Linked DNA regions of Zea mays: all the other regions are linked to region 2. Evidence: chromatin contacts called from public Hi-C data. All regions are on one chromosome and are shown on one strand. Each heading gives the region's core, a stretch centred on a gene start, on an enhancer-like site or on the middle of the called end of the contact. The rest is flanking DNA. Distances are from core to core; before and after follow the strand shown. Region 1 holds the start of LOC100193678. Region 2 holds the start of LOC100282881 (protein SUR2). Region 3 holds the start of LOC100383811.

Region 1 (3,061 bases), core at 207-2,706, 240 kb after region 2:
ATCCAAATAGTCGTTGGAGAAGGAGTGGCAAAACTGCACTGTCGATCGGTTGGCGCACCGGACAATGAACGTCAATTGTCTGGTGCACCACCGGACAGTGAACAGTGCCAGAGCAGATGATCGTTCTAGTTTTGCAGGTGGCCGTTGGTCCTCTGTCAGATGGTCCAGTGTGCACCGACGATCCGGTGCTCCGACTCCTAGAAAAACCTGAAGCTAGTTGGTTCCCTATAATTCACATCAGACAGAGCTAGTGTACACCGGACAGTCCGGCGAGCCTAAAATATGCCTTAGTGTGCCTTGGTGTGCCAGCCTAAAATTGGCGGAAATGGTGTCCTCGGGCCGGACGGTCCGGTGAGCCTCCAATGCGCTCCCAGTGATCCCCCGGTGCTCAGGCAGCAGCCCAAATTTTCTTCTTTTGTCCAATTCTTCTCCAAATCTTTTTGGCTGTCTTTGAGGGAGATGTTATGACTTAGACAAACATAAGTGGTGACAATCCAACTAGTCTAAGTCATATTTTTTGGACTTTTTCTTCTCTCCAACTTAGAAACTTGTTTTTTTCTCAAACTAGCACCAAAATATTGACTTTGCAAACCTGAGATTTCCAACCTCCTTAGATGTGTCAAATAGGTTTCTAGGGGTATATGCAACTTATCCAAAGTGTAAAACTATGCATTCTTTATATTTTCCAAGTTTTACCCTCTCTATGGTTGGTTTTGAGCTCTTTCTGACTTAGAACTGAGTTGAGTGGACTTATGACCCTGTGAATCAAAGACTAGGCAAACTAGTTAGTCCATAAGGCCATTTCTCTTTCGGACACGCAGAACAAGATGCTACATTTCCTACCAATCGTCTTGTCGTGCTTTGTGTTTCCCTTTCTTGTCACTGAGTGCTTGGGTCCACAATTCGGTACCCAATAACCGCATGCAGTGCGAATAGCCTTACTAACATGGAGTTTGGCATTGCCTCCATAGCAAAATTTTAAGGGAAGCTGACCAGAGACAACAAAACACACCAACTCCAGAGTTACAAAGTCCATATTTAAGAGATGTAGTACAATTTTTTGAAATACCTCTTTTGCTACTCTAAAATCCTTAAAAAGCAATATATACATGAAATTTGGAGGTATTTACCTGTCACTCTATAAATAGAGCTGCTCTATCATAAAAAGTTTTGGAGCAGAACGTCTTTGAGGTGAAACAAAGCTATGGTAACAGGACTTTTAAGTTCTCTAGCTTTATAATTTTGGAAACACAAATAAAGATATCCAGAGCATATATTAGGCCCAGGCAACTGGACTGCTTGATTCACGTGCAATGGGCGGGGCCACATCCGTTCTCCACAGCCGTGATTGCTTAGGTCGGGCTCTAGCCCTGTGGGCCGCCGATTCTGAACACCCCAGAACCTTCGTCTATCATTCCGCGAGAGAAAACGCCACGAGCGGACGGTCGGCGGCCGCATATTTCTTCCGCATTGACGGTGGGGCCCGACGCCGGCCACACCGCCACAGAGAGAAACGTTAGGACAGACTGACTGGTTGAGAATTGAGAACCAAAAGAAGAGAGAGGAAGACAGGAAGAGAGAGAGAGAGCGCGCGCTTCCAGGTTTTTAGCTGCAGGGGAGGCCGATAGTTCTGTTCTACTGGAGGAGGAGCAGAGAGCAAGATGGGGTCCGGATCTTTCCTCAAGGTGCTGGCCAAGAACTTCGATGTCCTTGCCGGGTATGATTGTTTGTTCATCCTTTTGATTTCGCCCCCATGCGATTCATTGGTTCTAGGTTCAGCGTTTTCTCGCCATGTGTTTTCGTAGGGTTCGACGTAGATTCTGTACGAGCGACCGATCTTGATCCCTATTGTTGTTGTACCAAGCGACATGGCGAAAGCGTGCACGACGGGAATCTTTCTTTTCGGGTTGTTGGGTTGCTATTGGCAATGGATGAACGCGTTTGGCTCCCTCTTGCCTGAGGTCTCGGTGTTTCGATGAAACTGTGTGACCGGTAGTTGTCGCTCCATACTTGATTTTGCGAAAATCCTAGGTCAATTGATTGGTAGGATCAAGTCTGGGTTTTACTGCAAAATCTTACCAATATTTGTGGAAGGAAACTCACTCCAAAAGGTTTCCTTTTTGTTTGGTAGATAATAGTAATCAACCCGGGGATCTTCGAACTATTTGTATAGTTGTATTGGAATCCAAATCCTTCAAATTTACTTCAAAAATTCCACCCCAATACACTAGATATTTCGAGGTTTCCATGCTAGGTCTTGAACTTCTACGGTTTGTGCTACTGAGCAGTATCCTGATTCCAATGTTTAGTGATTTTGTTTCTGGTCTAATATTTTATCTTGCTTTGTGCCATTTTGTTCTGTTGAAGTCCACCATGTTGTGCTTCTGTAGCTTGGCCTTAGTTTTGTTGTTGGCTACATTCCCTGGATCCACTACATAAGATTGCGCCACTACCATGACTTGTTACTTTGGCATGCCTGCAGACTCTGAGTGCTGCAGAACTAAGTGGTTTATTAGCATTAGGTATATAGCTTGGATTCAAATAGTTTTGGAAAGAGCCGATGCATTAAAGAAACTGTTGGCCCTGCTCTCATGGGAACTAGTACAGAGGCATCATAGTCATCTACTCATCTGTATTTTAGTCTTCATGGACTAGGAAGGATGGAGATGGCTTCCACTGGATGATTTTTATTTATTTTAGTAAAACATGGCAGCTGTTAGCTATATGACTGAGATAGATTATCAAATCATGTCAATGTAATTTCTAAGTTTCTGGTGTCCCTATGTTCGACAATGTTTTCTTGTTGTGATACTGAGTTTCTCTTTTCCCTTATTTTTCTTTTCAGGCCACTCATATCACTTGCTTATCCTCTGTAAGTATCTCCTTTGTCCTTAGTTGACTGTCTCAGTATTTTCCTCTTGATACTATGTCCAGGGGCTAAGCCAGGATTTGTTTTTTTTTTGGGAGGGGGACAAATCAGATTGAGGGGGCTGTTAGGGAGGTATTTTAGCTTATTTGCATGATGATTAGCTAAAATAATTAGTGGCTCCTATAGAATTAC
Region 2 (2,982 bases), core at 367-2,866:
GATTCGCACTCACTACTATATCTGCGTCTACTTTATTTTTATTTATTTTTTAAAAAAGGGAACAAGGTATGCATCTCGTGCTGGCAAAAAAATCCAACGCGCAAACTGAAGCCCGTATGCCAAATAGTATACAATTGTACTTACACTAGTATGTATCAAAGTATTTCGTATCCAAAGATATCCATGCAGCTGCACAGAGAATTCTGGATCTGTTTCGTTCAGCTTTTTTCTGACCAGCTTTTCTGAGAATCTAGCTGTAGGAAGAATCTGACTGTGTAGAGAATCTGAGTATCATTAGAATTATGCGCGGAGGAAGATAAAGGTGTCCATAGGACTCAGGATGTAGAAAGTGACGGATTCCTACTATTGCAACGACTCAACCGATTATGTGTTTATGTTGATTTTGAATGATTTTTACCTAAACGAATTTTGTAGAAGCTGACTGAAAAGCTAAGCGTTTGACAATTCGCAGCAGCTTTTGGTAGTCACAGGCTCCAAAAAGCCCAAACAAACAAGCTAGCTTGACGAAAGAATGTTCAAGTGCCTAGAGACGGAAGTTTTGCGAAAACAAGGTGGCCGAGTCGGTCTTCACGAACTAAAAAAAACGAATGTTCAGAATACGCCCAACCGTCATTCTGTAGCTCTGTCATGTACTCTTTTTTTCCCTAAGAAAGATTTCCTATTAAAAAACGTGTTTTTTTTCATAAAAATAGTTTTAAAAAGTACATCTAGTGCAACGAGAACTTTATGAAACTCCAAGTCTTCCTACCATTACATTTCTTTTTTTCGTATGTATGCTATTTATTAGTGGCAATATTTTACTAGCAGATAGCCTGTTCGTTTAACTTTAATCCGTACCGATTTCTACGGGTTTTATAGTATTTTTATCTAAATTGATGCTGCAACAGTTCAAACATCCGAACTTTAATTTAATTTTATCTTTTTTTGCAAAGAAGATTTACACATTTTTATATAAGTTCCAACAGCAGGTTTAAACTTTTTTTTTTCTTCCTCAGGAATATTTTGCGAAGCGACGCATGTGCATCCCCTGGCCCGTGGGTCGTGCAGACTGCAGAGAATCCGTTCTCAAATCCTGCAATCCTGTGTGCCCAGCACAGGTTCCATTTTCTTATCGCTGCTAGGGTTAGACCTTGTATCAGCACTTCAGCAGCGACCACTTCAACCGCCCAGCTCCATTGACCACCACCAGCATGCAGGTAGCAGCAGCAACGGACTACTAACTTTATTCCAAATTAAGTATACTTATAATACTTACATTTTTAAATAGTTTTTTTTGCTACTTTCTTTACTTGTACAATGTAATCGTTACATGTTGAGATATTTTTTTAATGAAGTAAACATATAGTTTTTAGATAATATTGACCGCCTTTTAAAAGTATGACATCTTGGTGAAACCAGCAGCCAAGCACGAGTGCGGCTCCGGTCCGCCGAAAAGACGCTTCCGAAATAGTCAAAACAGGCAAACAGCAACGCGCAGAGGCGTGCGGTGTGCGCGACTAGCCTTCAGCCTTCTCCAGTTCTCTCCTCCTCGTCCCCCCCCCCCCCCCTCACGCCTGGACGGAACTGAAGCCAGCCAGCCTGCCCAGCCAAGGTGACCGGAGACAAGTAAAAATCTCGCCGGTCTTCTCACAGACCACAAACATTGCGCTTGCTGCCCAGCTATAAGTACTCGCCGGACTAGGCGGCCAACTCATCCCATCCCATTTCATCCATCTCGGAGCAGAGGCAACGCAATCCGGCAAAAAGGCGCTTCTTTCTTGCCCTGTTCGGGACAGGACACAGACACAGAGCCAGGAGAAGGAACCGCCGGAGGCTAAGCTTCTTCGTCGTCTTTCCTGGTAAGAACGAGATCCGCCCTGATTCGTCGCGTTCTCCTCTGCGAATTGCTTTCGCGAGGTCACTGGCATGGGGAATCCTCTGCGCATTTGCGGCGTATCTCCTGTTAGCGTTCGCCTCTTCGGTCGTAATGCGATGACATTGCGGTCGATTGGGTTCAAGATTCGTCTGTTCTATCATTCGTTTAGCTAGCCTAATCAGCCGCTGGCTAACGTCTCGGTGCTCGCGCGCCTGCTGACGGTCGCAGGGCGCGCTCAAGTGGCGATGGCATTTGCGGTCTCCGACGAGCTGCTGGGCACCTTCGTGCCGATTGCGGTGTACTGGCTCTACTCGGGGCTCTACGTCGTCCTGGACGGGCTCGGGATGGACGACTACAGGCTCCATCCCAAGGGGGAGGAGGAGGCCAAGAACATCGTTTCCAGGTCGACGGTCGTCAGGGGCGTCCTTGTTCAGCAGGCGTTTCAAATCGCTGTCTCCCTTCTTCTCTTCACGGTAATCACTCTTTCCAACATCTAACTGCCAAAAAAAGTGTGTGATTAGTATTTGGTACTGGACTACTGGTATTTTGTTAGTTATTTTCTAGACGGTGAATTTGGTAAGTAGGCTGCTGTTTACAAAAGATGGTTTTGGTTTGTTTCAACAGCAAAGCAAGCAGTTGTGGATCCGAATCGATTGACCTTTTCACATATATCCTTTGCTTGATGAATTTCTTAGGTTTCTTGTATTTTTTGTCATGGTAATTGATGGAGGGAGAATCGGTAGATTCAGAAGGAATGGCTGAGATTAACTAAGGACCTGAACTTGTCTCGAGCTTAATTGTTCCTATTAAGTAGCTTCGTTTAATTTCACATCGGCACTTGGACTGTTACTTGGAGTGATTATAAAAGTAAACTGAGTTGATGGCATTGAAATTTACAAGCCACTAAAGTTTGACCTAGTGCACTGTATTTATTAATAACATTGTAGAACTTCCTCCTCCTAGTTTTGACCAACATTGGTTCTAGATGCTGCTTGTGGACTTGACTTTGAAATTTCACCTGTGAAAACTGGACTTACAACCATGAAATTTCCTGAAACTGCAGGTTCTTGGTGATGAGAATGGGGCTGTGAGGAAGCAACCTCCGG
Region 3 (2,913 bases), core at 25-2,524, 190 kb before region 2:
AGTGTTGGCAAGGCCACCTAAAATACTGACGGATCTCATGGAGAGATGAAACTAATAGCAAAAGATTGAAAATTTTGAGTAAAAGGGGTAGTAGATAGATGCTAAAAAGTTGATTGGATGTTTGGATCTCTTAATCGGCTATGATCCTTTGATATATAAAGGCGTGATCTTATCCTAGTAGAAAACAAGTCTAGAATGTAATATCAAAGTTTTCCACATAAAAAAATAGATCTAAAACCAATTTATAATCAAATCATTTTAGGATTGGAAAGAAAATCAATCTGACTGGTTTAGTTGGGCCTAAAAAGCTTGTTTGGTGAGCCAAAAAGGTAAATTGTCTTGGTTAATTTGGGCAGAGCATAGTCCAATATTGTCTTTTCTTCGCTCGGGCTTCAATTCTTGTCACACCAAATATTCTCTTATATCTTACCTAGAAACTTGGTGGTAAAACTTAAACTCCCCATTAGCATATTTTGAGGGTCAACACATGGTCTGCGGGACCATCAAAGTTCTTGTTCGGTACCTTGAGGAAAGATCCAGGCTCTATATTACCCCTAGTTTTCTTCCTCTAGTATAATAGAACTATGGCTCTTCTTTTGTTCTGATGTCGTTGCGTTTAAGGGATGTTTGCTATGACTCTTTCTAAGAGGATGAGCCGTTAGCATTTTAAAGAAATCATATTTGTGGCCCTCTAGAAACGGTTGGCTTTTATTTTTTATTAAACCAAAACGACTTTGACTATTTTATTTTTCATTAAAACAACTCTATAAAAGTATTTAGTATGATATATTTACTATTTAGGTTTGTTTGGTTAGGTATAGATTGAGTGAGATTAAAGAGGATTAAATCCCCTACTATTTAATGAATGTAAGGGGAATTAATGTTCTCTAATTTCTCTCAATTCACCTTAAACTAAACGAGCCTTTAGAGAACCGAATCCAAAACCATGAGCTGCAGGCCAACTCTAGTAACACTGTGTATGTGGGCTGTATTGTTTGCCTAAAGAAAATTAAAATAATGTGTGAGATAAAGAGCGTGACAGGACCTAGCAGCGCGTCCGAAAAATGACTCGCATTCTCGCGACACAGTTGTTGGGCGCTGCATCTTGTGGACTGGTTGGCGGTCTCTTTCTCTCTTTCTTTATATTATTTTCTTTTGGTTCTCACCGACATCGATACCCACGGTTGCCAAGCCCACCATTCACTGACTGATTGGACCTACAGGATCGCCCACCGGCCTCTTTCCGTCTCGGCATCAGCTCAGATCCGCGACGCACTTCGCCACCGGCCACTCCAGTCCCCGCTCCCACTCGGCCACTTCCCCATCCCCGATGGCCGGCGGCCGCGCATTCCGGCCGTCCGCCCCGCGCCGCGCGGCGTTCGCGGCTCTGCTCACGCTCCTCCTCCTCGCGGGACTCTCTTTCCTCCTCTCTTCCACGCCCACCTCGTCGGCCCGTTCCTCGTCCCCGCCGTCCGCGCGCCTCGCCGCCGTCCGCCGCCACGCGGCCGACCACGCGGCCGTCCTTGCCGCGTACGCCGCGCACGCACGGAAGCTCAAGGAGGACTCCGCAGCGCAGTCGCTCTCGTTCTCGTCCCTCTCCTCCGACCTCTCCGCGCTCTCCGCCCGCCTTGCCTCCCACCTCTCCTCCTCACTCCCCGAGGACGCGCTCAGGCCCCTCGAAAAGGAGGCCCGCGAGCGCATCAAGTTCGCGCGCGGCCTCGCCGCTGACGCCAAGGAGGGCTTCGACACTCAGTCCAAGATCCACAAGCTCTCCGACACCGTCTTCGCCGTCGGCGAGCAGCTCTCTCGCGCGCGCCGCGCGGGGCGCATGTCCTCCCGCATCGCTGCGGACTCCACCCCCAAGTCGCTCCACTGCCTCGCCATGCGCCTCCTCGAGGCCCGCCTCGCCAACCCCACCGCATTCGCAGACGATCCCGACCCGTCCCCCGAGTTCGATGACCCCGCGTTGTACCATTACGCCATCTTTTCCGACAACGTGCTCGCCATCTCCGTCGTGGTGGCCTCGGCTGCACGCGCCGCGGCCGACCCCTCGCGCCACGTCTTCCATGTGGTCACCGCGCCCATGTACCTGCCTGCATTCCGGGTCTGGTTCGCGCGGCGCCCGCCGCCGCTTGGCGTGCACGTCCAGCTCCTTGCTCACTCCGACTTTCCGTTCCTCAATGCCACCAACTCGCCCGTGGTCAGGCAGATCGACGCCGGCAACAGGGACGTCGAGTTGCTGGATTACCTGAGGTTCTACCTCCCAGATATGTTCCCGTCGCTGCGGAGGGTAGTGCTTTTGGAGGACGATGTGGTGGTACAGAAGGATTTGGCAGCGCTTTGGCAGGTCGACTTGGACGGGAAGGTGAATGGCGCCGTGGAGACGTGCTTCGGGGGGTTTCGGAGGTACAGGAAGTATCTCAACTTTACGCAGCCCATTGTGCGGGATCGATTCAAGCCCAATGCCTGTGCATGGGCATATGGCGTAAATGTGTTCGACCTTGAGACATGGCGGCGGGATGGTTGCACAGAATTGTTCCATCAGTATATGGAAATGGTGAGCTGCTCCGATCTCTGTTCACAACTTACAAGTGACATTGTGGTACATTGGGGGTTGATAAGTGGCTACATATGTAGTTCTGGTCATGTGTGCTTCAACTTCACCTTTTCACTAGCTTGATGTGGATTCTGTTTAAGTTTTTTTTCATGACCATTATTCATGTGTTGGATTTAAGTACAGGGTGCTTCAGCCATTAACATTTGGTATTGCAACAAAGAAATTTGTGTCTCTAGGCTAATGGTTACAGTAATTTGTGGTATTCATGGCTGTGTATGCAGATCATGGGATAGCAAATCATTTGTAGAGTTTTTAATATTATATATTAGTGCCTCGATGGATTGGCCCAAACAATT

Evidence for each region. A called contact is a pair of places that touch in the nucleus more often than the background predicts.
Region 1: a Hi-C map of leaf shows a contact between it and region 2, with 2.3 times the contacts expected there. The contact joins the promoter of LOC100193678 here to the promoter of LOC100282881 in region 2. A contact is called at or near these places in 4 of 25 Hi-C or Micro-C datasets (bundle sheath, ear and leaf).
Region 3: a Hi-C map of tassel shows a contact between it and region 2, with 5 times the contacts expected there. The contact joins the promoter of LOC100383811 here to the promoter of LOC100282881 in region 2. A contact is called at or near these places in 10 of 25 Hi-C or Micro-C datasets (bundle sheath, ear, endosperm and 4 more).

Annotation. Positions count from the first base shown.
Region 1 is chr9:6,383,711-6,386,771 of Zm-B73-REFERENCE-NAM-5.0, forward strand. LOC100193678 reads left to right here and starts at 1,457. Exons shown (of 6, transcript NM_001138771.2): 1 at 1,457-1,717; 2 at 2,846-2,872. The coding sequence starts at 1,662.
Region 2 is chr9:6,145,332-6,148,313 of Zm-B73-REFERENCE-NAM-5.0, forward strand. It overlaps LOC100282881 (protein SUR2), which reads left to right and starts at 1,617. Exons shown (of 3, transcript NM_001155787.2): 1 at 1,617-1,859; 2 at 2,105-2,349; 3 at 2,940-2,982. The coding sequence starts at 2,122.
Region 3 is chr9:5,951,759-5,954,671 of Zm-B73-REFERENCE-NAM-5.0, forward strand. It overlaps LOC100383811, which reads left to right and starts at 1,275. Exons shown (of 2, transcript NM_001350729.1): 1 at 1,275-2,557. The coding sequence starts at 1,331.